Regions from separate parts of the Mus musculus genome. Here all the other regions are linked to region 1. The links are chromatin contacts, called in public HiChIP or PLAC-seq and promoter capture Hi-C maps. All regions are on one chromosome and are shown on one strand. Each heading gives the region's core, a stretch centred on a gene start, on an enhancer-like site or on the middle of the called end of the contact. The rest is flanking DNA. Distances are from core to core; before and after follow the strand shown.

Region 1 (5,632 bases), core at 1,296-3,795:
CACATACGCAGGGCTGCATGGTAAATCTCTGCAGATACCCTTGAGCACCTACATCTGCCCACTCCCAAACACAGCTGAACGAACTGGAAACCTTGCACAATGGCACACTATGTGTGCTACTACAGACACACAAGCGTCTTTGTGGCTAGACCTCTCCCCCTGTATACACACGGGTGTGCAGTCTAGGCACCCGGGCAAGAGCACTCACGAGGCTAAGCAATTCATTCCTGTGTCCTCTCCTGCAGGAAGCTGGCTAAACAGAGACCTAGGCACAGCCCTCCAAATTTCTCTACCAACCAAACGTAGCCCCCGGAAATGCCCACATGAAAGCACGCAGGTACAGAATTCTGCTCAAAACGCACATGTATGGAAACTCACTAAATCCAGTTCACATCTGCACCGGACTGTCCACAGAGACACTAATTGTAGCATTCTCTTGCCGACACATCCACAGGAAGCCAGTCTTGGACACGCACCTGTCCAATCATAGGCTTATCCACCCCCTCGCCGGGCTTGTCCCTGCCCCCTGCCGCATCTATTTGTGTAACTGCCATTTATCACAACTACTAGACATAAACGGTCTTAGTTTCAAAGTCCTTTTTGCCTTCTCTCTCACAACCAAGTACGGCCTAAGTATGGCTTTCATCAGATGCTGCTACTGTGGTCCGCAGAGGGTGAGAGCCACTCCCTACTGCCATAAACAGGAGCTCACTACTCTGCAGGCAAGGGATCCCACTTTTGCTTAACTTTGTCCACTAGAAAGCTGTATAAAGTGTAACGTACTTTTGTGTCTACTGCCGATATTGGCGTTGGAACGATCTTTTTCGTATGGCAGCTCCTGAGATCCTTGGAGTCAGCGACTGCTTCTCTCATGGCCCTAGCTCTCCTTCATTTTCTTGAACATCTCTGTCGCTGCGCTGTGCTGTTTGGAAGCCCACCTACAATTGTCTTCTTCCCCAGACTATTTAATGCTCTCTGTGCTCCCTACCTTGGCTGGCTGTCTGTCTGGCCTAGAAAATAAGGACAGTACCCACCTCCTCTGCCAAGTTCTCTTCAGATTCTCCACTCAGCGTCTGTAGCACTTTGGACTTGTAAGTTTTCCAGAAGGCTTGGTTCATGGCTGCAGGGGAAAAGGGTCCTGGCACTCAGGCACAGAAGGCTGGTAGCTCAGTGGGCACCAGTGGCTCTGGTCCCAGAAACTTGGAAGAACCAAGAGCCTGTCCCCGGGATCCGGTGACTTCATGAAAGATGCACCAGTCTCCCCAGCTGGCACAGTGCCAGGCAGGTAAACTTGATCCCACGGATTCTGAGGTTGGGGCAGGCTTGTGCCATTTCAGCCCCAAGTCTTGACCCAAATTGGCCAAAGTTAATAAAGTCAGCTTTTTGGAGAGTCCATTTTTCTGCCTGCAGTCGGGAATACTGATGGCGGCTCAATAGCTGTAGAAAAAGTTTTCCACTTGAGTGGAGTCTTGAGTCCAGGAGCCATACCTATGCATCCTGTGATCGCTGCCATTCTAGCTGGGTCCTCATCAGGGTCCCACCCTGTGTCTACCCAGTCCTCATAAGTTGGAGTTGGAAGATCCCAGACCTCCAGTCAGCACGCTGGGCTTCCATTTCACTTCGGGTCTGGCCTAGAAACCTGTTCTCCCCAGGGATGCACGTGCCTCACTCCCTGTTTCCTGGCAACTGGTTCCAAAGAGCCAGAATGCTTAATTATTGCTGAGGTCCTCTGCCCCCATATAGTGGAGCTGGCTCTGGCCAGCCTGAGAGGCACCAGGCCAAGATGAGCAGAGGCACCATTTCTTGGTCATTTCCCCCTTTCCTGCCAGCCCTCCCTGGGCATAAAGAAAGAAAGCAAAGGTGGGGGGCTTCTTCTAGGGACATTTCCTCTTGGGCTAGTGATGTGGTGCCCCACCCCAAACTCCTCTGTTAGACTGCCTGCCTGGATTATATGAAGCCCTGGACACCAACCCCAGTTCTGAAGAACCAAGCAAGCAAGCAGCCAACCAACCAACCAACAACAGACAAAAAGCTCTTTTTGTAAAAAGAGCTGAGCACTCTTCAAGGACAGACCCCTTAGGTGGTAGATTCTTTGTGAAACAATTTTCTGCTTTTTGCCCCAGGAATTTGCTTGAGAGTGGGGGAGGGAGAACAGAGGAGAGATGTAAAATGAAACGCCAGTGGGGGGTAGGTGAGGAGAACAAGGCTCTTTGTTAGAACCTAGGGGTATCTCTGGGTGACCCATCCATGATTCCACACTAATTCTCATTTATGAAGTAATTTATTCATGGCACAAGCAACAGTGCTTCCAGAGACGTTAAAAGCATCCCCTACCACTGAAATTCGGGGTGTGGAAACCGGCAAGTGAGGATGGGGCGGGCAGAATAGTGGGACCGGCTCCCCTCAAGCCCGCTCACGCCCCGCGAGAGCCCAGTCACTATCATCGACGACCATCTGGGGGCGCTCAAACGGCCAACCCGACCGTGACGTCATCAGAGGCAGTCTGTCCAATCCTGCTCCGCCCCCGGGCGGGCCTCTCGTGACGTCACTGGGCGGCCCGGAAGCGCCAACACGTGTGGGTCTTTTCCCTACTCCCTGTTTCTTGGTCTTGTGTGTGGGTGTCTCTCTGATCATGGGTCGCTCTCGGCGGACCGGCGCGCACCGAGCACATTCCTTAGCCCGCCAGATGAAGGCCAAGAAGCGGCGGCCGGACCTGGATGAGATTCATCGCGAGCTGAGGCCGCAGGGGCTCCCGCGGCCCAAGCCGGAGCCGGACGCGGAGCCCGACCCGGACCTGCCAGGGGGCGGCCTGCATCGCTGTCTGGCTTGCGCGTGAGTCCAGCCTGGGGAGGAGCAGGGTCTGAGGTACTAGCTAGGGGCAGCGAGGTCCGGGCCGCGAGCCGCTAGAAGGTTCTGTCTTGGGATCCCTGGGTCAACCCGCCACTTATCACTTCGGGTTCAGAATCCGATGTCTGGGAACGAGCTAGGGCCAGGGAGGTGTGAGAGACCTCACCCCTTCACTCTTTCCCTCACCCTACATTCCTGCAGGAGGTACTTCATCGATTCAGCCAACCTGAAGACCCATTTCCGATCCAAAGACCACAAGAAAAGGTATGGAGGGGTCAGTAGAGGACTGGCGGATGGGTGCCATGCAGGAAGGGTTTGCACTCGGTGAGCTCCGATCTCCAACTCTTCTTTTTCCCAGGCTGAAGCAGCTGAGTGTCGAACCCTACAGTCAGGAAGAAGCTGAGAGGGCAGCGGGCATGGGCTCGTATGTTCAACCCCAGCGGCTGGGCGTGCCCACAGAAGTGTCCACTGATATCCCTGAGATGGACACGTCCACCTGAGTGGCCTAAGGATGCAGGGCAGAGGAACTGCCCATGGGCAGTGGTTCATCAGCCAAGCTGAGAGTGTGTATTTTGGATTTCCGGTTTGCGGAGATGCTCTCTTCCGGGTGTTCTGCCCAAAATAAAGGACCTGGACAAGAGGGCACACCTCCGATACTAACTTCCCTTACCAGGGGTTTCTGGGCCAAGATGTCTACTCCCTACTAGGTCCAGCTTTGGAACGGGTATCCTCCCCCTGCTTCTTTGGATCTAGGCTGGAGTCTGGCTAGGTACAGCGTAAAACTTGGGAGTAGGATCTAGCGATGGCTGAGACTAATCCCCAAGGGGAAAAAAGTGGGATTCGGATATTGCAGCCCCCTCCCCTGAATCGCCTACCTCCAAGCCTGGGCGAGAGGCTACCCGCCTCATCACGGGGCCTGTGATGGTTGCCGCTGCTTCACCATCTTCCATACTGCATAGCAGGAGCCACCTAACCCGAGGACAGCCAACAATGTAGCCACAATCCCAACCAGGGGACTCCGGGGCTCTGCCTTCAGCTCCCCAGCCACCTGCATCTGGGAGAGCACAGAGGGTGCACGTGAAGGGTCAACTGAGGCTTCTAGGCAGGAAGAAGGGTATAAGATGGCGCAGCTGGGTAAAGAAGATGCAGGCGCCATTTCTGCCCCAGGGAGATTCCACCCCAATCCTTCTCGCCTCACTGCCCATCTGGGTCCCGGCTAGTCAGGCAGCAGGGAACGTGACAGCCTGACTGTTGGGGGTATCAGACGTGTCGTTGGGGGAAGTTGGGAGGAAGAGGTAGGTAGATTTCCTTACCTGTAGCACCCGGAAGTAGCCAGGAGTCAGGCGTCGAAATCTCATAGTGGGGGCACTGTCCTCCCTGTTGGCCTGTGAAATGGGAACAGAAATGAAGACTGGGTGTCGCCCAGGGTGCCAAGAAGTGGACACCAGAGCATAGGGGTCCCTGACCTATTTGCCTGGGCACTGTATGCTCAGAGGATGCTCACCGATGCCGGCTTACCCAAGTCTGGCAGGGGGCAGGGCGGCTGGATCTTTAAATCTGGTCCCTCCCCCCCTGCCTGCTGCTGCCTTGCCAGCCTTAGGAGCAGCTGTCAGGAGGGATCAGCATCAGGCCTGAATATCAGCTCCTCCCCCATTTACCAGAGAGGCCAGGCCAGGCATGTAGGCCAAGTCTTGGCTGACAGTGCCCAGGAGTCCCCGCATCCATCAGGTACTAGGCAGCCTCCCTCGGCCCTGGTCTGAACTGGATGTGAGCATTCAGCAAAAGAGGCCATACAACCTGTTAGCCACTTGACCATTGAGGTTCTGTAAATTCAACTACCTTGGTGGGAGGGTACACTTCATCTCCACCCCCCAACCAAAGATGGAGTTCTCACAAGAACATCTTTTGTGGGCTTGAGGGTGACAAAGGTTTGCTTGTGCCATTAAGCTGTCTATAATGTTATGTTAAAAAATTTTAACTACATTTATCAGTGTGCATGTATTTTGTTATCTCTTGCTTTTTCTTTTTTTGAGACAGGATTTTTCTACATAGCCTCCTGGCTGTCCTGAAACTCGCTATGTAGATCAGGCTGGTCTTGAACTCAACAGAGATCCACCTGCCTCTGCCTCAAGAGTGCTGAGATTGCCGGGCAGTGGTGGCGCACGCCTTTAATCCCAGCACTCGGGAGGCAGAGGCAGGCGGATTTATGAGTCTAAGACCAGCCTGGTCTACAGAGTGAGTTCCAGGACAGCCAGGGCTACACAGAGAAACCCTGTCTTGAAAAAACAAAACAAAATCCAAAAAACAAAAAGTGCTGAGATTAAAGGTATAGGCCAGCATGCCTAGCTTTTTGTTCTCTGTGAAAATGAAGGGGTGGGGGGAAGGACAGTTTTCAGAATAGTATGTGGAATATCTAAATAGAGAATAAGAACGCTCCAGTGCAGTGATGGGGAGGGCTCTAGTTCAGTGATAGAAAGTCTGTCTGTCCTTTGCAGGCTCTGCAAAAGATCCCCAGAACCACCAAAAAACAAAACAAACAAACAAACAAAAACCTAAGAAAGGAAAACTACGTAAAAAGTGTTGGCTGGGTATGATGGCACACTCTAATCCCAGCACTCAGGAGGCTGAGGAAGGCAAATCTCTTGAGTTCGAGGCCAGCCTGGTACACAGAGTGAGTTCCAGGACAGCCAGGGCTGTGTAGTGAGATCCTGTCTCAAACAAATAAAAACAATATACACACACAAAGAAAGAAAAGCAAGGAAGAAAGAAAAGAATACAGGGGCTG
Region 2 (5,632 bases), core at 1,893-4,392, 610 kb after region 1:
TAGTTTCCTTCTCCTTTTGATTATAAAGTATAATGCCAGAGACACATGGCTGAAGCTGCCCAGTTCTGCTGCTTGCTGGAGCTGGAACATGACCCCCTTGTTTTGTTGTATTATCACCAGTTTTCTGTTTTCCAACTCCTTCACTGCCTAAGGTTGGCTGTCCTGGAACTTGTTCTGTAGGTTGATCTTAAACTCAGTGATCTACATGGCTCTGTCTCCTGAATGCTGGGATTAAAGATGTGTAGCACCATGCCTGGGCCTAAGCTTCTCATGGCTAATGTTTCTTAAGATCTGGATCAAAAGCCTGTGCCTTCCAGCCTCAAGATCTGGATCACAGGTGTGGCCTCCATTTCTGGATTGCAGTTCATTTCAGAGGTTGTCAAGTTGACAACTGGGAATAGCTGTCACAATTCACCACCCCTTGTCTACTTGACACAAATCATATCTCATATCCAAATGAGAAAATAACCAGGTAATAATGCCTACATATAACTATCCCTTGTTCGACTGCAAAAGCATAAACAGTGGGGGCTGGAGAGATGGCTCAGCGGTTAAGAGCACTGACTACTCTTTCCAAGGTCCTGAGTTCAAATCCCAGCAACAACATGGTGGCTCACAACCATCTGTGATGAGATCTGATGCCCTCTCCTAGTGTGTCTGAAGACAGCTACAGTGTACTTACATATAACAATAAATAGTAAATAAATCTTTTTTTTAAAAAAGCATAAACAGTAAGTTTAGCTGGGTGGGGTCTTGTTCCCGCATCACCACTTCCTTGATCTGTTTATCTCCTTGAACTCAGGATTCAGCCTGACTTCACTTCCTCGAACCATAGGTTTTGTATTTTTCCTTTTTAAGCTTGCTCCTTTTCATCAAAACACTTATCATAAAGAGTGAACATGGGCTGGTGAGATGGCTCAGTGGGTAAGAGCACTGACTGTTCTTCTGAAGGTCCTCAGTTCAAATCCCAGCAACCACAGGGTGGCTCCCAACCATCCATAATGAGATCTGACGCCCTCTTCTGGTGTGTCTGAGGACAGTTACAGTATACTTATTTATAATAAATAAATAAATCTTTAAAAAAAAGACCTCTCTGCCACCATATTTATTTAAAAAAAAAAAGTGAACGTGGGGGCTGGAGAGATGGCTCAGAGGTTAAGAGCACTGACTGCTCTTCCAAAGGTCCTGAGTTCAAATCCCAGCAACCACATGGTGGCTCACAAACATCTGTAATGGGATCTGATGCCCTCTTCTGGTGTGTCTGAAGACAGCTACAGTGTCCTCATGAGTGAACTTAGTAACCACACAACAGAATTTATATCAGGCTGTTTTGAGATTTCCTTTGCTAATGCAATTAATCTAAATGTCTTCTTCACTTTAGCCTCAGGCGGATTCTTCAGACAAGGGAAAAAAGCAGCCACATTCTTCACCAAAATACCACAAAAACAGTCTCTAGGCCACGCATTAGCAGTCTTCTCCTCTGAAACCTCCTGAGCCAGGCTTCCAGAGTTCAAATACCATCAGCAACAAAGTCTCCCGTATCCCTACGAGGGTGGCCCATTAAACCCCACAGAAAGCACTCCACTGCTTTCCAAAGTCCTAAGATCCACATGTCTCCAAACAAAAGCATGGTCAGGCCTATCACAGCAATACCCCACTTCTAGTACCAACTTCTGTCTTAGGGTTTCCATTACTGTGAAGAAACACCATGACCAAGGTAATTCTTATAGAGGAAAACATTTAATTGTGCTCTCATTACCTGGGCCAAGCATATTCAAACCATCACAGTGGTTAAGAGTACTTGCCGAACAATCATGGGTGCCCCAGTTCAGACCCCAGCATCTACCTAACCATTTAGGTATCTTACAGTGAACTTCGGCTCTGAAGGATCTGAGACCTTCTTCAGGCCTCCATGCATACGTAGGCCTGCCCTCTCGGTCTCCCCACGTGCACGTTCAGTCACACAAACACAAATGATCTGTCTTAGGGCAGGTGGAGCAGCTCAGTGCTAGAGACAGGGGTTGCCCAGCTGGTGAGGTCCTGGGTGGGATACTCAAGTATCCCAAAAGCAAAACAATCCCTGTTCTTTTGTTTTGTTTTTCGAGACAGGGTTTCTCTGTGTAGCCCTGGCTGTTCTGGAACTCACTCTGTAGACCTGGCTGGCCTCGAACTTAGAAATTCGCCTGCCTCTGCCTCCCAAGTGCTGGGAGTAAAGGCGTGGGCCACCATAGCCAGCTAGCAATCCCTGTTTTCACAAATGGATGCTAAACTCTCCTTGTCAGGTTCAGGAAGTGCACAAGTCCTTCAGAGAAACCTCGCTGGTGAGCCACTGCAATGAGCTCTAGTAACTTTGGGTGGAGTTTCAGCAAAACTCCCAGGCCTCCAGTCACATCACGAGAAATAAGTTCCACCATCAACTTGAATGGTTTGCAAGGAGGCTGGACCCCATTTGCTCCAGATAAGACTGCCTGATTTAGCCCTATGAGCTTTGGGGGTGATGCATGTAAAAGAATTTGCTAAAATATTTCTGGACTTCCGACCTGAGTCCTAGAAAATATAGTGTGCGCGTGTGTGTGTGTGTTTTCAGCTGAAACAGGGACTCACTTGTAGCCCAGCTCGTTGCAAATTCACCTTGGACCTTGGCCTGAAGGTCCTTGAACCCTACTTGTCTCAGTCACCAGGAGTTAGCCCACCCCAGTTCCTGGTTGGTTAGGTCTGTTGTGAAAACACCCACCTGAAAAAAGTTTGGGGCCCTTAGGCATGATCTCCATTTGGGGATTATCTAGAACCCAGGGTTGAACCTAGGACAGCAGGGAGGGAAAGACTAAAGGATATTTCACTCACACCCCTTTAGACACTCGGAACTTTCAAAGCACCCTTACCAGCTTGCCCTCAGAGGTGGGCGAGCCTGGAGTGCCTGAGCTGTCCCCTGAATCTCTGACTCCTAAGGCAGGGTCTGAGAGCACCGGCAGCTGAGGGAGCCCTGGAGGCCGCATCTGCAGAGCCCGGGCTGGGCGCAGGAGGCGCTGCGGAGCGAGCCGGGGGCGGGGCGGCAGCGGAGAGGCCAACCCGAGCGAGCCTGCCTGCCCGCCCGCCAGCGCCGCGCGCGCCGCCGCCACCTCCGCTGCTCGGCCCGGTCCCGGAGCGGCCGGGCGCGGAGCCGAGGCCCGCGGCCGGCCGCATGAAGGACTGCGAGTACCAGCAGATAAGCCCCGGGGCCGCCCCGCCGCCCGCCTCCCCCGGGGCGCGTCGCCCCGGCCCCGCCGCGCCCCCTGCTCCAAGCCCCGGGCCCGCGCCTGGCGCGCCGCGCTGGAGCGGCAGCGGCAGCGGCAGCGGGAGCCTGGGCCGCCGGCCCCGGCGTAAGTGGGAGGTGTTCCCGGGCCGCAACCGCTTCTACTGCGGAGGCCGGCTCATGCTGGCCGGCCACGGCGGCGTCTTCGCGCTCACGCTGCTGCTCATCCTCAGCACCACCATCCTCTTCTTCGTCTTCGAGTGAGTTCGCCCACCCCCACCCCGGCACTGCGTCCCCGGCCGCCGCTCCTTCCCCGCCCGCATCCGTGAGCCCTCGGGCCTCCGCCCGCCGCCCCGGAACCCCGGAACCCCTTCTCGCCACCCGGACCTTGGGTGCCCCGCCCGGGTCACCAGCTTTTGCCGGGTCCCTCAGGTCCACCTGCGGTCACTCACTGGCTGGTTCTTGCCTATCCCAGGCTCTTTCTGACCCTTCTAGGCGTCTTTCATTCCTGTCCTCAGACAAGTAAGTTTTTGTGTCCTTTGGCTGTGGACACCCTACCATGAATTTTTCTAGGCGTCCTCTCAAGTCCCTCCAAGGTTCTACAGGGTCCTGGCTCCCACACCCGCTTTCCCTCAGTCATGGTCACCCTAGGCCCGGAGGCAGTCCTCCCTAAAGCATCTCTGGGCCTCTCAGACAGGCCCTTCTCTCTCCAGCACTTTCCTTAGTTTCTCCAAAGCTTCTTCCCGACGCTCTCTTAGCTCCCTAGTCCTCTAGGTGTCTCCCACCCTGCCCTGTCTCTTTCCCCTCCGGACACTCTGCATCCCTCGGTGGCGGTCCACCACCGGGACAGCGGGCGGCATCAAGATCCTTTTCAGGAAAGAGACCTGAGTGCTTTCACACGGCCTGTCTTATTTGCCCCTATGGGCTTCTGACCTTTTCCCAGTGACCTAGGGTTGGCCTACACTGTAGCTCCGTTTTAGGACTGAAGGATGGAGGAGTGGCTGCTTATAGTTTTCTCGGGCCACTCATGCATCCAAAGTTTCCACCCACCCTCAGCCTCTAGCTGGAGTCACTTGCCCTGTGACTCCTTGAGGGCACATACACCCCCACTTGAACGCACCCGGGGTGAGTCCCACCTTTCCCTCCTACTTCTTCCTATTGGTTTCTTTTATTATTCATTATGGTTAAGAACTCCATCTCTGGCTCCAGTCCCAGCTCCACCTCCCACTAATTGTGTGGCCTGCAGGCAGTCATTTTACGTTTCCAAACCTCAGTGCCCTCACCTGTAGAATGGGGACTTTAATAGTACCCACCCCCGACAGGGTTCTATTGAGATTGGTCATGCTTGCAAGCCTTTAGCTTTTTTTTTTCCAGATATATTCATTATTTATTTATTTATTCTTTTTCGTCCAAGCTTCTAGCACTTGATGTTGGCAGCTATTACTTCCCCGGGGTTGGGGGAGGGGGGCACGCATGTCATGATGAGGCTGTCTGAAAGACCAGTTCTCAGATCACTTTCCAGGACCTGGATTATGTCTCTGTAACTACAAGGTGAAGACATCCTTCCTTTCCATCCTCCCCCAAAATGCTCTGCCCTTCCACTGGATCAGGACAGGAAAAAGAAAAAAAAAAGTTCAGGGTGGTTTACACAGAGGAGCACTGGGATCCCAGCCTGAACCTCGGGCCAAGTTTCGTTTTCACCTCGCTATGACTATGGCTTCTTGGGTGCTGTGGAAATGTTTTTTCCAGAGCCCTGAGGCCATTCTCTGTGGTGCTCACACCCAGGGTTATGGCCCAGGCAGGAGGAAGGCGTGCTGGCTGCTCTATACTGCTTTTGGACTTGGGTATCTTCCTAGTGGTACTGCGCTGCCCGGAGCCAGGAAGGAAGGATTCCTGCGCTTAGCGAGAACAGGCCAATCACCTTGACTTTTCTCTCCTCTTGTTACTTGGGTGGCAGCTTTGGGGACAGGGTTTGGTGACATCCTATAGTCCTGCTGGGTGTTTTGGGGTTGCTCGGTGGACACACCTTTAGTGAGGACAGGGTTGGCAAGAAGTGCTCACTCCTCATTGCTCTGGGAAGGTACTTGGCTCTTGGGGGAGGACCTTTCCTACTGCGAATCGTTTTGCTTCCCTGTTGGCTGGGAAGTTGCATCACACCCTACCAGGCGTCCCAGCTTCTACCACACTTCCCATTCCACACAGCAGACATAACCCCTGGACATCAGACTTCTGGCTCCCGGTTCTCCCTCTCAGTTAGAGCCCCGGCTCTGATGTTGGCTTCCTGTGGCCTCGGCACCCTCTCGTCCTCCTGCCCAGTCGTCTTCTGCCCAGTTGTCCTCTCAAGTGCACTGGCCTGCTGGCTTGCTCCTGCCTCAGGGCCTCTGGAGCACCCTCATGGTC
Region 3 (5,632 bases), core at 1,139-3,638, 610 kb before region 1:
TGAGGGCTCATTATCCTTCATCCTTAAGGCAGACCTCAGTGTAATCAGAGGCTCTGAGGGATTCAGTAACTTGCCCAAGCTAGTAAGTGGCCAAACTGGAATTTCAAGCTTGCTCTTAAACAGCAGGAATCCTTGCCATTTTTTTCAAAACTGCATCTCCACAGGGTATAGATTTGATCCTCCATGGTGGACGGACAAGCTTCACCCTAGCTACTTTAACACACTGCCAGAGACGGTGTAAGTGGGAGAAAGAAGGGAAGAAGGGAAGAGCAAACTGGTAGCTGGGTTTAAAACAGAGCACGTAAGCCTGCATGGTGGCACACACCCTTAATCCTAGCACAATGGGAGGCAGCAGAAGGTAGATCGCTGTGAGGTTGAGGCCAGTCTGGTGTATAAAGCAAGTTTCAGGGCAGCCAGAGCTACAGAGAAACCCTATCTTGAAAATCAAAGAAATACACACACACACACACACACACACACACACACACACACAGAGAGAGAGAGAGAGAGAGAGAGAGAGAGAGAGAGAGAGAGAGAGAGAGAGAGAGAGAAATATGATCCTGGTGTATAGACCAAGTTACAGGTCAGCCAAGGCAAAGCAAGAAACCTTGTCTCAAACCAACCAACCAACTCAAAAGGATTGCTTGCTTGAGTGGCTCACAAGAGGAGAGTAAGTTCCCATGCTAAGACTCTGGGTACCATCAACACTGGGTTTCCCTTCCAGGTACCAGGGAAATCTTTGAAGGCACTGATGGGAACTTAAGAGCTTTGGAGTGATGTTGACTAAGATGGGTGACCACTGGCCAGGAGAGGTGCCTGTGGTCCCAGGGCAAATCAAGATGGCATCGAGTTACTGGACATATAAAAAAGTAAAAGTGTGCTAGATGACTGGGGACTCTAGTTACTGAGGGGGTGAGGTGGCAATGCCACTTGCTAGGGCATTCTGCAACCTCTTAAAGAAATCTTTATAAAAGGTTGTAACAACACGTAAAACGAAGACTCTGATATGAAACCAAATGTCTACTATGTGCTCGATTCTATTTTATAGAAATAATAACAACTAAGCAAGAAAATTGTGTAAGACATACACTAAAATGCTTCTGCCAGTAGTCAGGAGCCACCAGTGATTTGCTTCCTATGGCTACTTTCCCACACTTCCCCGGTTTTGCTATTTATTTATTTATTTATTTATTTATTATTTGTTTGTTTATATAAATTGTTGGTACATGTTACAGCCTTGGCGGTCTTCACTTCGTAGACCAAGCTGGCCTCGAGCTCAGCGATCCACATGCCTCTGCAGTGCTGGGATCAAAGTGGTGCGCCACCAACAACGCCCGGTAGTCTTTGCCGCTTAAAAACCAAAACCAAACTTATTTAGGAACTGTGTTTGTGTGGGCGTGCGTGTGGGAGGTCAGGCGGCAACTTGTAGGAGTTCCTTCTATCCGCCCACCACGTGGATTCCCGGGTTCGAACTCGGTCCTCAGACTTGGCAGCAAACGCGTTTCCCCGCTGAGCATCTCACTTGTCTTTTTGCCGTTCCGCCCTCACCGGTAAGCTACAGAGCTAGTGGGCGGAAAGAGCAAACGACCGCCTCACGCAGCCTCTGAGGCCGGGGAGGAGCCCGCGGAACCCTCAGCCTGCGCAAACCTGCGGACGTGGAGCCCGGCCACGCCGCCGCACACGCCCCCGGCAGCCCCGCGCGGCGTCGCGCGCACCCGAGGGGCCGCCCCTCTCTGGTGACGCGAACCAGGGGCGGACCCGCACAGGCCCCGCCCCACCACCTCCGATTGGTCGGCGCGCTGTCACCACGTCGCGGGAAGCTGGCAGGGTGTGTGTGAGTGTGTGTGTATGTGTGTGTGGTTTGCTTTGTCATTCGTGGCCCGGCTGACGCGGCCGGTATGGCTGCGTGCTCGGCTGCCCGCAGAAGGGGCCGCGGCGGCGCTCCCGGGACGCCCTCTTACATAAGGACGCGGCTGACTGAAGCACATGTCAGCGCAAGGTCCCCACACGCAGCGCACCACGCCGTTCGGTTCTCACACGCCAGGCGGGAGCCCGCGGCGCCGCGCCACACGGTGTACGCCGACGTGGGCCTCCCCACGGCGAGACGCAGCCCAATAACCGCGAAGCGTACCTTCGCAACAAGGCATAATATAGGATGTTATATTTATAGGGCCTATTTATAAGCCTCTATTTAACTCTTTTCTGATAGGCCCGGCCACGCGTCTAGGCCTTATCCTGATTGGTGTGTCCTTCTGTCCTTCAAAAAGGCGGGCTTAAGGGTCCGTGTTGCCTCAGCGGGCACCGGGATTGGCCGTGCGCGGCGCGGCGGCGCCTTCGATTGGCTATGCGGGCCGTCCGTCGCGGCAAAGGAGGCGGGGCGGGCGGCTGGCTGGTGCGGGGCGGGCGGGCCCCGGAATTGTCATTTCTTTGTTTCCGAAGGCGGAGGAGGCTCGGCGCCCCCCTCCTGGCCCCCTCCCCCCCGGTGCTGGCTCCATGTCTGTGTGACCGGCCGCAGGGGTAGGATTCAGGCCCGACGCGGGGCGGGCGGGCGACGGCGGCTGAGGTGAGAGGCGGCGGCGGCGGCGCGGCTCGGGCACCGGCCCCCCAGCGGGAGGATGAAGCGGCGGAACGCCGACTGCAGTAAGCTCCGCCGCCCCCTGAAGCGGAACCGGATCACCGAGGGTATCTACGGCAGGTGAGCGGCGGTGCCGGGCGTGGGCCAGCGGGTCCCGGGCGCCGCTCGGAAGGGGCCCGGCCCCGTTATGTAACCCCCCGACTAGGCCGCATGCCCGCGCCGGGGGCTCTCCTGAGGCGCGCCGCCCGCGGAGCGCCGGGCCAGCCAGCCAGCCGAGGGTCCGCCCCGGGCCACGGGGTGTGGCGAGGGCCAGGCGGAGGGCGCGGCGGGCGCGGGCGGGAGCCACGGGGCCGCCGTTGGCGGTGGTGTGTCGGGGGGAGGGGCGGCACCCCCGCGGCCCGGAGCCCAGAAGCCCGGGGGTCCCCAGCAGGCTGTGCGCTCGGTCCCCTACCGAGCCCGGGTCACGCTGGGCTCGGGGGTTGGCTGCCCGAGGCTCGTGGACGCGTGCGGCCGGGCGAGCGAGCCGCCAAAGTTAGGAGCTGCCAGGGGCGCGGGACCCTCGGGCTCGGGGCGGGGCCACGCCGGCTACTCTTCTGCGCTCTGCTGCCTCACGGGGTCCCCACCTTGGCTCGGAGCGCCCAAGGCTGATACCCCCAGATCGTGCCGGTGACACCGCTCCAGACCGCGGCTTTTCTCAGTTCCTCAGCAAACATTCTGACAATTGCAAGCAGATATTTTGCAGGGATTCTCGCCCAACTCAGGTTTGGGGATTTTTTTTTTTTTTTTAAATCCTCTGTTCATGAAGGAAAGTGGTGTCCCTTTAAATAGAAATTGAATCCACTTCTCCTGGACAGAAGGACAACAGGTTCATGGGGCATTTCGGTGACTGTCACAGCTTCCCCAAGCCCAATTTGTGTGCGGAGGTTATTTTCTGGAAATGCCTATTTCCGAGGCGAAGTAATTAGTTTACGACAGAGAGTGCTCAGCATGCGGTTGAAGGCTTTACTTGAGTCCTCTTGGCGCCTTACGGTTTAGGTCTTGCTGTGAATCTTGGAGAAAAATACAGGCGGTAGCTGATGACATCCAAGTTGTAGCATAGCTGTACACCTTACACATGCGGTTGTTTACACGTGTGAAGTGGCTGCCCTCCACAGGCAGGTGACTTACCTAACCATGAAGGGGGATTCTTCAAGTTTAAAAGGAGTAAGAAGTCAAAATCCTAGGCTAGATGATACGTAAGGAGCCACGGATCGCATCCATTCATTCAACAAACGTGAATACTATTTGCTCAACAGTGTTGGAGTCAGTCAGGACACAGCTGTTAGCAAAACCGATGAACATGGTTGTTGAATCAGATGTGACAATAAGTAAAACTGAAAAAGCAAACCCAAAATTTTCTGGCAGATTGAATGGGTGGAGGCAAGCCTGCGTACTATAAATTCTTGAATGAAGGAAGGCTTTTTTCCTTAGCCATTGAAAACATTAGAAGAACTTCCCATTAATAGCAGCGCAAGAATAGAAAATAGAAAAAGTGTGTTAAAGTTGGCAGGTTAGGACCCTGTGGTATTTGAATTTCTATTCACAGTCACAGAAGATGAGCCCCCTCATGACAAGATTGGAAACAGCTGTGTTGTTTGCCTGATTTCTGGTGTATTTTAGCTTTTTTCCTATTTAAACAAACACCTGGTTTATGACTTGTAACTCAGCAGCGGAGCAGTTGACATGGAGTTCCTCTTTTAATGAAGATCTATTGTTATACTAATGGGCCTTACTTAGCCTTTGAATTTCCTTACCCTAAAGGTTAATAGTAAAAACACTACGTCCATCATTCAGTTTCATGTGTAAAACTTCAAAAACCTAATTGGTGCTTCAGCTCTGTCTGCTCTCAGCTCTGTTGGGCTTTCTTTGTTAAATGTCAGTAAAGGAACATAAATATATGTCTACCTGTCTTTTTTGTTTGAGGCAGAGTATTTCAGTTCCCATCTCTGTTTCTTTGTGTTATGGAGTACCGCAATGGGAAAATCATACGGTGTTTTATCCCCTTTCCGTTTTTAAGGACTGTGTTGGAAAACTTCCAATATTTGTTAAGAAAATGGAATGAGTGGGCTAGTTATAAATTAGGACATTTGAGGATTCATGGATATCAAATGTCTGTTGATCATCAAATTAAAGTCTGTATTCAATTCTGTTTCATGCCATCTATTGCCTGTTTTGTTTCTGAACATCTGGCCAATTTCATCTCATTAAAAAGGAGCCCTCTTCCCAAGGGCTGTGTTGACAATTTTGATATCCACTGTCTAGTCTTCTGTTTCATAGCCTAACCTTCCATGGCGTACTGTGTTCACGCTTCTCTTGTGCCTTGGCATGTGTGAGGGAGCTGCTAAGATGAAAAGCACTGGACTGCAGCCTACCAGAGACCTGGGCCAGACTCAAAGTCCCAGCCCTGATGCTTTGGACGAGTAGAACATCCACTACTTTGAAGCTCACTTCTCCCACCCGTTAAATGACCTTTGAAGATATATAAATATACATGTGCATATACAAACACAGTTTGTTGTGGAACTCCTTATAAATTCCAATGCTTTATTCAGACATTTTTTTTACCATATTATTGCTATTATAGCCTATTCTTTAAGGAGGCATGAAAGGCCATTAGATTTGACCCAATCAAAAGCCAAAGTTGACTAATAATAACACGGGACCACTTGCTGCTCAGTGCTGCTTTAAAGCAATGAATCTCAACCTTCCTAAGCTGAGACCCTTCAATACAGTCCCTCATGTTGTGGTGACCCCCAACCGTAAAATTAATTATTCTCGTTGTTACTTCATAACTAATTTTGCTACAATTATGGATCATAATGTAAATACCTGTGCTTTTTGATGTTGATGGTTTTAGGGCACCCCTGTGAAAGGGTCATTTAACCCCCAAAGGGGTTGCAACCCACGAGTTGAGAACCACTGCTCTAAAAATCCTGGTGCTTTAATCATGGGCAGCTATTTCTGAGGTGATTGTCAGAGGAGATCTCTCATTGTCAATATCATAGCTCTGTTGGAATT
Region 4 (5,632 bases), core at 814-3,313, 520 kb before region 1:
ACACATGCCTGACAACTCCCAGCAAGTCACCTCCGGAAGGACACACAAAGCTGCTAAACAGCCTTTGCTGCCCACACACAGTTCCCAGGCAGGTCTGATTACCGGGTCCATATGTCTCCCCCGGCCAGCCAGACACCACCACTGAGCTGCTCCTGGGCTCGTGGCCCTGGTGATTGTTTTCCCTCCAGGCTCAAAAAAAAAAAAAAATACATACATATATATATATGTATATATACATATATATATGTGTCTGCTGGTCTAGGATCTAGCTGACCCCGGACAAGAAAGCTGGGGGTCAGCTGTCACCTCTCTACTCACTTCTGAGCCTTCTGAGGGGATAGATGACTCACCAACCTGGTATGGTAGAAACCTGGAGAGGTCAGGAGAAGGAAAGAGCAGCCCTCCCTGCCTGCTGACAGCCCTCCAACTCCCCTCATACCGTTGTGTCCTTGAGGTCATGGTCTCTGATGCATGGGGGAATCACGGGGGACAGCATTATAATGTTCCAAGTTTAAAGCAATGGGAGCCCATGGGGAGAAATCTAACCCAGAGACAGTGGTCCAGGAGAGCTTCCTGGAGAAGGTGGGTGGATTTTTGAGGGCAGGGGCAGGAGTTATCGCCTCTAACTCCAGTCACACAGGACAGCTCCATGGGAAAGGTCTTCTTGCCTCCTTTACAGCTGAAACTTATAATGGCCAGACCATGCCCCCCACTAGGATTCCCACTGAGGCATCACTCTCTGACTCTTGGGGAACCACAGGTATGTCGTGTCTCCTGCTGTAAAGGAGGCTATGGCTGGCTGTACTGTCCACTCAGGCGGAGCACTTGGAACAGACAGGAGGTTTAGAAAGAGTGGAATGTGAGCCAGGCCTCCTTGGGCAGCTAGAGCACACAGCATGTGTGTCTCCCAGCCAGAAGAGATCTGCTGGCTTCTGAAACTAGCCAGAGGTCACAGCTGCGCTGCTGAAGCCCAGCTTCTGGAAGCCAGGTAGTGAACGCCAGACTCCTTTGGGCACAGTCTGAACCAAGGGTTAGCGGGTTTTTTGGTTTTTTGTTTTGTTTTCTTGGTTTTTTTTTAATAGTTAGAATTCTTTGTTATTTGGGTTTTCTGAGACAAAGTTTCACTCTATACCCCAGGATGCCTTGGAACTTGCAGGAATCCTCCTGCTTCAGCTCCATGAGCGCTATGATTACCGGTCTGAGCCATCGCTCCTGGCTCTAGAGTTAAATTACCAGCTTCCTGGGGCTGGAGCAGGTGCTGCCTTGGAAACAGGCTAGAGCAAGGCTACACACCGAGGGCCTGCCCAGACAGGCCGGTGGGTGCACTACAGATAGGATCACGCTTCATTTGACAGATATCATGACTCAGAGCAGGGAAGGACAGCCTGGGTCACACAGCATGCCTGAGTCTGCGTCTAAGGTTGCAATGTCCCTGAGACTGTGGGGGCAGAGGACAGCTAAGAAAGCTGCTAAGGGCATCTACCAATACACTCCCGATCCTTCCCAGCAAAATTCGCGGCCTTCATTCCCTCGTTCAAAGACTCCCATTGCTTTGGTGCGCCCCTCACTCATATTTATTTAATTATTTACATTTATTTTGTGTATGTAAGCAATGGGGGAGGTGCCACTGTTAGCGCCAGGAGGTCAGAGGACAATTTGCAGGAGTTGATTCTCTTCTTCTACCGTGTTGTCTCCGGGATCATTGTCAAGCTTGGCGGCAAGTGCCTTTATCCACTCGACCCTCTCCTTCCCATCTATCGTTTTTTTCTTTCTCTTATTTTTGAACAAGACCCTTATCGTTCTACCTTTCACTCTTCCCATCGGTGAAACGGTATCCAGGTGCCTTTTAGCTGAGCTATCTAGAAGGCCATGGGATCCCGTAGCTAGAGAACGGGGAAAGGCGCTGGGCTGGGAGCCTTGGTGGGTTCTGAGTTTAGGAACACCGCGCGTGCAGCCTCGGAGCCGGTCCAGGTCCGGGAAGGGCGGGGTTGCGCTCTAGGGGCGTGGCGGTGGGCGTAGCCCCTCCGGCCCCGCCCCTAGACGTCGCGGGGAGGGCGGGGGAGGAGCGCAGCGGGCGCGCGCCGCCTGGCCCGGCGGAAAGTTTTCCTGGAGGAGTTTTGGCGGCGGTAGCGGCGTCAGTGGCGGCGGCGACAACCGGAGCGGGCCATGGACGCGCTCAAGTCGGCGGGGCGCGCGCTAATCCGGAGCCCCAGTCTGGCCAAGCAGAGCTGGGCGGGCGGCCGGCACCGCAGTGAGTGTATGCGCCCCGGGTCGGGCCTCCGCCGAGCTCCGGGCCAAGGTGGACTGGGTGGCTTCGTCCCGCCCCGCGCGGCGGGGCCGGGGGTCATGTCCGGCTGCACGTCTGGGGCAGGTCGACAGGGATCAGGCTTAACTCGGGGTCCCCAGGTGTGGCGCGAAGGGGACGTCTAGAGCCTCTCTACCCACTCCAGCACAACCTACAGGGTCCCCTCTGGACGCTGGAGTTTCGCAGGTCCCTGCCTCGAGGGGCGATCCCAGCCCGGGTGCCATTCAGGGTCCCGCTTCCTCCCCTCTGGACGCGTCCAGGTGGCGAGGCTGGAGCCCAGGCTATTTACAAACCCTGTTTTCCTCCGTACTTTTCCTTGGGGGCTGGTCCGAGTCCCTGGGCACCTAGGCAAAAGGCAGACTCAGACTCGCTGCCATTTCTCCCGGGAGTCTGGAAGGGTGGAGAGGAGCCTCCCCCAGCCACCTCTCGGGTTACTTTCGGAGAGCCGTCACCTGGCACCCTCCCCCGAGGCCTGAGAAACCTAGCTTAGGTCCCTCCTCCCTTTTCATTCGCGTGGGATGATCACCCAGGCCTTCCCTTTCTGATGTGAAGCCAAAGTACCCGGGCTCGCGGCACACCCTCACCTGCCACCTACCTGGGGCCCCCCACCTCTCCCACTAACAGTACCCCCTCCCCGCCCCCAGCTTCTCGTCAGCACCTTCCCTTGCCGGGCTCCACCAGGGGAGCCCGAGTTTCCTAGTCCCTGGAGCGCCAGCGTGTCTGGGCCTCGGGAGCCCGCCCTGCCCCTCCTCATTCCCACTGTGGTGTTCCAGTTGTGGGCTCCTCCTAGCCCTGACTGGCATCGGGAACGCGTGCTGGTGCCTACTGGCGGGGGTGGGGTCAGAGGCCCCTTGGGCAGGGCATGTACTGACTTCCACACTTAACTACCAAAATAGCCCTTCAAAAATTCGTGGGATGTGACCAGGGCTTCTGAGTGTGACCTTCTCTTCCAGTGGACGAACCCTGTGGTTTTTCTACTGGGACAAGAGAGAGAAGGGTGGGTGGGGAAGAGGTCTGAAGGGGAGGGAGCCAGGAAGCAGGGGATGAATCTAGGGCATCAGGGTACATTTTGGATGGTGAGAAGTTTCCCTTCCAGCTCCAGCCTTAAGGCCGATCACTTGTTCTTAGTGATTCTGTTTCCTATCCTGGAAAATAGGGATAAAATTCCTGCGGGGCTGGGGATGTGTGTGTTGTGTTTGGTAGGATGCTTGCCTTAGCTTGCAGGAAGCCCGTGGTACTTTAAGTTCTTGGTTCCAGTATCGGCACTAAACAAATCAGGTGTAGCGGTTCGTGTCTGTACTCCCAGAACTAGGGAGTTGGAAGCCTACAAATCAGAAGTTCACAGTCATGAGGTGTCAGATAGTGAGTTTAAATGAGGCTGGTCAGGGATAGGTGTCAGTTAAGATGTTGCTAGTCTATTTTACAGGTTGGTGATGAGGTCTCTTGTTGTCTAGGCTGGCCTAGGACTTGCTGTGTAGACCAGGTGTGCTTTGAGCCTCTGATCCCCCAGTGCTGGGATTAAAGGTGTGCACCGCCATATAGTTATGTCCATGTCCTCTGGATTCAACCTGATTCTTATCAGGTTGGCCAGTTCTGAGATGGGGGCCTCAGCCTGTCTGTACCCTGGAGGGATGCAGCGCTCTCCTCTCTCCCTGCTCCTCCCAAAGCTCTGTGCTCACAATGAGCTCCTCAGAAACCTGGCCTATCTTTGGTTAAGTGTCAAGTTCGCAATATTCCTTTGCCGGGAAGAGTATTGCTTGGTCTGGAACTTTTGTGGGAGTGTCTGTGCTTGTCTTACTTGCCTAGAGGTGGTCTCAGTGAATGCATGCCCCTGCTTCTGTCTCTGGTATTTGACTTCTGTGAGCTCATTGGCTCCTGGGAGGTGACAAAGCTTGGGATTCTTATCTTCAGACCCATTTTAGAGATAGGACCGGGAAATGAAGTCCTAACTCTAGGCCTAGAGCATGGCCTGAGGCAGAGCTTCCCCAGCCCAGGGATCTTAGCCTTATTCCTTGGGTTTTCTGGCTGTTGGGGGGCAGCTCCACCCCAGGTTTGGCTAGCTGGCCCCCAGGACCAGGTTAGACAGGAAAGCCTTGGGTGTGGCCAGCATGAGAGGTTGGGACCTATCCAGCCCTTGGGTCTAGCGTTTAAGATCAAAGGCCAGAGCCTGTTAGATGGGAAAAGGGACTTGTTCTCAGGCGGGAGGACCTGAGTTCTAGTCCTGGGCTCCATTTGGAGGAAGGAGAAAACCGATTCCCAGGAATTGTGACCTCCACACATGCACGGGGACTCTTCTCCATAGACATAATGAGTATTAAAAACAAAACAAAACAAAACAAAACAAAAGCTCAGAGGACAAAGCAAAGATGAGGGATTCTGGGTAGAATCAGCCCCTGCTGAGAAAGAGAACCCTGGCTGGAGCTGCCAAGCACCGACCTGCTGGCTTCCCACTCACCTAGGAAGAGGACTCTTCTTTCTCATGGCCACTTCCCCTTATGAGACAGGGTTTCCCAATGTAGCCCTGGCTGCCCTGGAACTCACTCTGTAGGCCAGGCTGGCCTCAAACTCTGGGATCTCCCTGCCTCTGCCTCCAGAGATCTGAGAACAAAGGAGTGTGCCACCACCCCCACTGGCCAAAAGATCGCATCTCAGCTCCTTGCCAAGAATTTTTCCCAGCTCAGCGATATTCTTCCTAAAGGTCCTGGGGGTCACTGTGACCCTCATTCCTTTGTGGGTTGTGCTAGGCTGTCAGAGACAACCCCCAAAAGATAAATACAAAGTACCTGGTTCAGTAAAGTGATGGTAGGTGGGGAGCTACTCTTATTTACCTGTAGGCATGTAAATACCCTTGGGCATAATCCTTTAATCCCAGCACCGGGGAGGCAGAGGCAGAGGCAGGTGAATCTCTGAGTTTCAGTAAAGCCTGGTCTCTAAGCCAGCTGCAGGACAGCCAGAGCCACACAACAGAGATACCTTGTCTCAAAAACAAACAAAGCAGAATGTTGCCTGTACCTTACCTGCGACAATGATAGAGGCACCGTGAGTCAGAGTGTGTCCCCTGAGAGTGTGTAGTGTGACTTTGGTTCTCAGTTCTGGTGGAGGAAGGGACAGGGGGAGAAGGCCACAGATAGTTGGTGGGGGTGGAGCCAGCATAAAATGCTAGCATTAAGTAAGATAAAATGGCAGTGGGACAGCTTTTTCAGATAGCAGTGACTGTGCTAGTCTAGGAGTAGCCGTTGAGACATGAGAGGGTTTCCCAGGACAGCTGAGAAGGGAAGGAAGCTGTGGACAGTGGGGCAGTCCTGGGACCTAGTTCAGAGGTGCCTC

The links. Promoter capture Hi-C pulls out the DNA fragments that hold promoters and counts their contacts. HiChIP or PLAC-seq counts read pairs in DNA pulled down with a chosen protein or histone mark.
Region 2: a promoter capture Hi-C map of hippocampal neurons shows a contact between it and region 1, with 3 times the contacts expected there. The contact joins the promoter of Zdhhc18 here to the promoter of Zfp593 in region 1. A contact is called at or near these places in 3 of 39 promoter capture datasets (hippocampal neurons, liver and pre-B cells).
Region 3: a promoter capture Hi-C map of liver shows a contact between it and region 1, with 3 times the contacts expected there. The contact joins the promoter of Maco1 here to the promoter of Zfp593 in region 1. A contact is called at or near these places in 2 of 39 promoter capture datasets (liver and pre-B cells), 2 of 484 Hi-C or Micro-C datasets (B cells and embryonic stem cells) and 2 of 115 datasets of contacts at active chromatin or transcription factors (bone marrow-derived macrophages and microglia).
Region 4: a contact with region 1 is called in an H3K27ac HiChIP or PLAC-seq map of microglia, with 7 times the contacts expected there. The contact joins the promoter of Ldlrap1 here to the promoter of Zfp593 in region 1. A contact is called at or near these places in 3 of 39 promoter capture datasets (embryonic stem cells, erythroid cells and liver), 1 of 484 Hi-C or Micro-C datasets (CD4 T cells) and 2 of 115 datasets of contacts at active chromatin or transcription factors (memory CD8 T cells and microglia).

What each region holds. Positions count from the first base shown.
Region 1 is chr4:134,242,504-134,248,135 of GRCm38.p6, reverse strand. It overlaps Zfp593 (zinc finger protein 593), which reads left to right and starts at 2,545. Exons shown (of 3, transcript NM_024215.2): 1 at 2,545-2,832; 2 at 3,049-3,111; 3 at 3,206-4,830. The coding sequence starts at 2,633. The coding sequence ends at 3,347. It overlaps E130218I03Rik (RIKEN cDNA E130218I03 gene), which reads right to left and starts at 4,373. Exons shown (of 5, transcript NR_040436.1): 1 at 4,314-4,373; 2 at 4,161-4,232; 3 at 3,723-3,901; 4 at 3,034-3,229; 5 at 2,263-2,713. Gm30191 (predicted gene, 30191) reads right to left here and starts at 1,188. Exons shown (of 4, transcript NM_001372229.1): 1 at 784-1,188. The coding sequence starts at 873.
Region 2 is chr4:133,630,939-133,636,570 of GRCm38.p6, reverse strand. Zdhhc18 (zinc finger, DHHC domain containing 18) reads left to right here and starts at 3,142. Exons shown (of 8, transcript NM_001017968.2): 1 at 3,142-3,492. The coding sequence starts at 3,182.
Region 3 is chr4:134,850,101-134,855,732 of GRCm38.p6, reverse strand. Maco1 (macoilin 1) reads left to right here and starts at 2,388. Exons shown (of 11, transcript NM_025382.6): 1 at 2,388-2,695. The coding sequence starts at 2,616.
Region 4 is chr4:134,764,435-134,770,066 of GRCm38.p6, reverse strand. Ldlrap1 (low density lipoprotein receptor adaptor protein 1) reads left to right here and starts at 2,063. Exons shown (of 9, transcript NM_145554.2): 1 at 2,063-2,251. The coding sequence starts at 2,167.